2 separate regions of the Mus musculus genome follow, and region 1 is linked to region 2. A link is a contact called in public HiChIP or PLAC-seq data. All regions are on one chromosome and are shown on one strand. The core of a region is the stretch at or near the end of the contact, and the rest is flanking DNA. Distances in the headings are between cores, read along the strand shown. Region 1 has its middle 20 kb from the start of Rap2b. Region 2 overlaps Mbnl1 (muscleblind like splicing factor 1).

Region 1 (2,700 bases), core at 111-2,610, 810 kb before region 2:
CCTCTCCAAGGGCCTGGAATGTGAGTTTCAGATATGCATATAATGAAAACCAGATCATCACAAATACAGTCCCTAGGTTCAATACATGAAATATGGCCATTTAAGAATGACGAGCAACTGAAAGTTCATCATATGCATTCTATGGCCTTTACAGTATACAATCTAAAAGTCATAAAAAAGCTGACACAAGGGGAGGAGGCAGGTAGGGTGGTTTCTATAACCCCAGTTCAGAGGTCCACACTTCAACTACACACTCTGTGAGAAGTCTAACCTGAGAACTTGGAGTTTGGTTTTAGCACGTGGAACCCTAGTATCCTGGGCCCTACAACTTCTGATTAAGATGTTGTCTGTATGCTTCTCCTTGAAGAAATGCCCAACCCGTTGTTTCCCTTTCTTTGTCCCACAGAGTTTAAATGCAGACATTTGCTTTGGTTCCAAAGTGGTCAAGACACGAAGAGTGACTTACTTGGCTTCTGATTTCCTGAACACTCAGCCTCCACTTTTCCTCAGTGGGCCTTAGAATTCTCAATAATTAAATGAGAACACCAGAAAACACTGATGCTTTGCAAATTGTTTTAGAGCAAAGCTCCAGGAGACTCTGGAGAAGAACCATGAGGCTAAAGGTTGGGGCTTCCTTCCTACAGCCTGAGGTGAGCTGCATGGTGATAGCCATTCAAACTCAGGGCAAATCCATTTGGGCTAGTTTGCATTCTAAAAATCTGAGATTTTTATAAGTTTGAAAACTCTGTGCTCCATAAAGTCTATGGCGTCTTCTAGATTTGTAAACTTTTAAACACTAAGATAAGTAATCAACCCCCTAAACTCTAGCTTCTCATATCTTGCTGTACTGTAACCCCAGCAAGTAAGTTCCTCTTCAGGCCTTCCTTATTTTCTTCCCATCTATAGACATGAGGAATTGATGACAATAATTTTCAGGTTTCTTCTGCTTTGGAAAGTTCTGTCTGTTTCCCTTCATCAAAATTTCCCAAGTATCTGCGGGCTTAGAAAGATGTTTCACACGGAGGAATGCTTAGGATTTAAAGAGGAATAGACCTTATCAGTTGTTTCTTTGTTTTACATCCTGACGTTTTATATTGTTACTGGAGGCATTTCAAGAAATGGGGGGTGGGGGGGGGGGAGAAAGAAAAACAGATAAGGAAAGCTAAGTACAAACACCGTTCGAATAAGAACTCACTGCAAAGCTCTTGTATTTGCTCAAGAGGAGATTCAAGAAACTGTCTGGCGTGGGTGTGAATAAGACTGAGTCAGAGGAGGGTTACCTCAACACATCACAGTCTTCCTGGTTTCCATCCTAGAGGACTGCTGACCTAGCAAAACATGCTAGGGGATTTCCTTTCTGCCAGCTTCCTTCCACCTGAGTCATGCCAAGTCATCTTTCCCTAACCTTTGGTTTCTCTAGCTCCATGAGCTAGCTCTGTGCCAGAGGAATGGGCAGGGCGATTTCACCCAGCTCCTGTACAGCACCTTCCTTTAATGAGTCTCATCCACTGTGTCCGGGGGCAACATTCTTATGAAGTATGACGTGTAAACAAACTGTACCCAAAACCGCATGCATATCCCACTCACTTTTAACCAACAGTATTCTACTCCTGTAACCACAAAGAAGAAGGGATTGTTGTGATCCCCAGTGGAGTCATTTACAGAGAGGAAGCTCTTAACTCAAGAGCTTTCAGGGGAATACTAGGTGTTCAAGAAGCCCGTGCTGGTTCTGCAAAGGGGTCGGGTTCGGTGAGAGCAAACAGTAACAATGGCTCCCATTCATCGAGTCTCCTCACATCCCACCATGACCGGCATTTACAGTTAGGCATTAGGCCCACAGTCTTTCAAAGATATCTTTACTAATTAATTCCTTTTGGCTTTAGGATCTGATCCTTGAGAAGTATACCTTTGCATACAGTGCTTGTAGATTGTATTTCTGGAAACTTCTATACGATGTCTTTTGCATATGACTTTTTACTTTTACTTCTTGCCACAGGAGATAGAAAGGGAACAATTGAAGAATTTCTTCTCTCTCTTTCTCTCTCTCTCTCTCTCCCTCCTTCCTTCTTTTTTCTTTCTTTCTCTCCTTTTCTTTCTTCCTTTCTTTCTCTCTCTCTCTCTCCCTCCCTCTCTCCCTCCCTCCCTCTCTGTCTCTCTCTCTGTTTCTCTGTCTCTGTCTCTCTCTCTTGTCACATCCATTGTCACCACTCCCATGAGATACTACTTCCAAGTATCTAAACTGCTGACTTAGGAACTCGGAAGCCAGGCAGTAATACTTACAAAATTTGCCCTGGAGTGAGAACTAGCTTGATGGAGCTTGGTAATATTAATTCCAATTAAAATACATTGAGTAGTTTCTTCTCCTCTTATGTTTCTCAGCATGGTTTTATGAACCTTTTTTGACACTTTTCTTCCTTTCAAGATTGTTCTTTGGCATGGGTATTTTATAAAGTAGGAAATTACTATGTTGATTTTCTTACAAACTCTAAAAATTGCTTTGTAGGGCTAGGGATGTAGCTCAGTTGTTAGAGTACTTGTCTAACATGATATCCCACATAGGATAAACCAGATATGGCACATACCTATAATCTCAGCATTCAGGGGTTTGAGGCAGGGATCAGAAATTAAAGGTCATTCGTGACCTCATAGCAAGTTTGAGGCCAACTTTGATTACATGAGACCCTGTCTCACAAAATAAAA
Region 2 (2,700 bases), core at 48-2,547:
ATTAGAATAAGGAAAACCAGATTTACATATGGACTTTTTTTTCATTTGTCTTATGTTTTTCATTTGCATCATGAACACAAAACAAACCCAAATGGGGAAAAAAAAAGAGAGAGAGAGAGAGTCAAATTCTCAGGAACAGATCTGTGCTAAACAGAAACGAAGTGTCAGACGACTCCTGATATCATGGAAATGCATTGTCACCAAAATATATTATCATAAAAAAGATCAGGAGAAGCAATTCAAAGATTTTTCCCAAAAGAAAAGTCTTGAAATATATTAGAATAATTTGATGGAGCCTAGACTCCAGCTGGCTAGCATAAGCTGCAAGCCTGACCCGCCAGCTCTGGGTTCGGCTGTGCCTGGGATGCCAGGCACGAGCACTTCTGCTGCTTCATTTCAGGCTCCAGGTCTGTGGTCCAGTCCTGTGGTTAGCAAGATAGCCCATTACCCACTAAGAAGCATCATAACCTAGAATAATTTGAAGGTATGTGTAAATTTGTTTAGATCTTATATTAGAAGATATTTGATTTAAATGTTGATAAAACTCATGCATGTCCCCAATGTAATACAAATTACATCGCATAGTGTCTCATAAAACTGAAGAAGAGCATTTGTTTAGAAATTTTCTAGTAGTAACATAGGAGGAACTGCATGATCAAAAGTTAAACCTTTGTAATCCTTAAAAAATATCATGGTTCTAGAACATGATCAACAATGAAGTAAAAACATTGGGTCCAACCAACCCTTGGTCTTTTCCCAAGAGTCAAGAAGAAATGACAGATTTCAGTATCCTTAGTGGGGATAATTGAAGTTATACCTTTTGCTATGATGAAATAACAAGTATACAGGACCTTGTAAGAAGGATTATCTCACAAAACCAAATGGCATTAGAAGTAAACTCAACTTTGGATTCATTTTCTAGTATGCAAAGAGTAAAGAAAATAGAAACGCTATATAGAAGCAGTTAGTTGAATTTATAATTTTAGGCATTTTACAGGACAGAGGCAAAGGGCATTAGGGGAAAACAGGAAGCAAGAATTGTTATACTAGATACAGCATCCAAATGGAATATAAAATGTTTGTTAGAGGCTGACCTGTGTAAATCACACACACACAAACACACACACACACACACACACACACACACACACACACACACACACACACACTTTAACTGAATATGATACTAAAGAAAACCAACCAGTGATCAGAAAGCTAAAGTGAAAGTGAGACTGGCATGTTCCCCATTTGGCGTATGGTAAATCTGTTGCTGACTTGTGACTAAATCTGGTTTTCAGAAGCCCACAGCTGATCTACCAGAATCCACTGCTTAACTGGACGCTGAGAGCAAATGTGATTCATTACACTGATACACTTATCACACTTATATGAAAGGTGCTTCTGAGATGCATTGATTGTCTATTACATGCTACATTTTTTAAAAGTCCCAATTGTATTACCCAAAATATTTTATGGGGTCAATTTAATTATTGATTTACACTCCTAATGCTTATAAATGGTAAGGGAAAGGTCATGTTTTCAGTATTCTGCATTAGGAAGAAAAACTCACAAATCTGATTAAAGACAAAAATCAATCCATAATATTGCTGTCTAGCTTGTAAAATGATTCAGACAATCTCATTAGTCAAATCAATGTATTTTTCAGTCCAACAGTACAGACTGAGAACAGATTATACATATATGATTTTTGTCACTGTGCTACTCCAACTTACTTAAATATGTTCAATTAAAATATTTTTAGCATTTTATGTTCATGACTGTTTTCATAGCTTGGACACTGTCTTCCAAATCATTATTTCTTCAATATATAATATATGACCTACCTGTTGTGATGGGATTAACTGGTTATTTTAATCATACAAATGGAGGAAAGCTTGGGCATGAGGAGAGAGTTAACTTATTTTCATAATGTTGTATACTCTACCCAGCTTGACATCCAACACAAGTCAAAGGGTATCTATTTGCAGCCATCCTGTGCTAATCACTTGGGTAGGATATTTTACAGGTGACTATGGCATATCCTTTGCTTTTATAAGTTTCCAGACAGGACTGAGTTAAAAACCTCACAGAGATAGTTAGTGGAAGAACAGAAAGTTTTGCCGTGTCTCTCTTTTGCCGAATTTTATACAGTAAAATAACACAATAAAAGTACCACTCCATTTTTAAATTACTGATATTGTTTTCAGGGCTGACCATTTAGTATTACATAACCAATTGGTACCTTCTCTCGGGTAGATTATTTCTTCTGTTCTAAGCAGACCTGAATGTATATACACACAAGTAAAAGGTACTATTATACAGACTACATATGTCATGTTTATGTATTTAGGAACACACTTATATACAAAGACACATTAATGACAGTAAAAGAAAAGGAGGCCATGAATTTACACAGGGAGTGAGACATATGAGCAGGTCTGGAGATAGGAAGAAGAGGGGGCAGCTATATGACTATATTTCAAAAATTATATTTTAAAATGTTTAAAATATTTCTAGAGTGTAGCAATACTACCTGGATTTTCAAAAATGTAAATGAAGAAACTGCAGATTAGGGACTAAGAGGGCCTCTTAGGAAGAAACTGATAGGTCAAGATTTTTAAAGGAAAGAACAAAAATCCTCAAGAATTTAAAACTAGATTTGACTAAATTTTCTGTTAGAGTTAATATGCTACCTTGCCA

The links. HiChIP or PLAC-seq counts read pairs in DNA pulled down with a chosen protein or histone mark.
Region 1: an H3K4me3 HiChIP or PLAC-seq map of bone marrow-derived macrophages shows a contact between it and region 2, with 3 times the contacts expected there. The contact joins two enhancer-like sites. A contact is called at or near these places in 2 of 115 datasets of contacts at active chromatin or transcription factors (bone marrow-derived dendritic cells and bone marrow-derived macrophages).

What each region holds. Positions count from the first base shown.
Region 1 is chr3:61,342,906-61,345,605 of GRCm38.p6, reverse strand. No RefSeq gene overlaps it. Among named protein-coding and RNA genes, the nearest start is that of Rap2b, 20 kb to the left of the region's middle. Within about 2 kb of position 1,360, at least 76 of the 459 cell types and tissues checked have an H3K27ac peak or open chromatin away from gene starts, as enhancers often do. A contact at or near this core is called in bone marrow-derived dendritic cells and bone marrow-derived macrophages, where this site is marked.
Region 2 is chr3:60,535,813-60,538,512 of GRCm38.p6, reverse strand. All of the region lies in intron 2 of Mbnl1 (muscleblind like splicing factor 1), which reads right to left. Among named protein-coding and RNA genes, the nearest start is that of Mbnl1, 36 kb to the right of the region's middle. Within about 2 kb of position 1,297, at least 44 of the 459 cell types and tissues checked have an H3K27ac peak or open chromatin away from gene starts, as enhancers often do. A contact at or near this core is called in bone marrow-derived dendritic cells and bone marrow-derived macrophages, where this site is marked.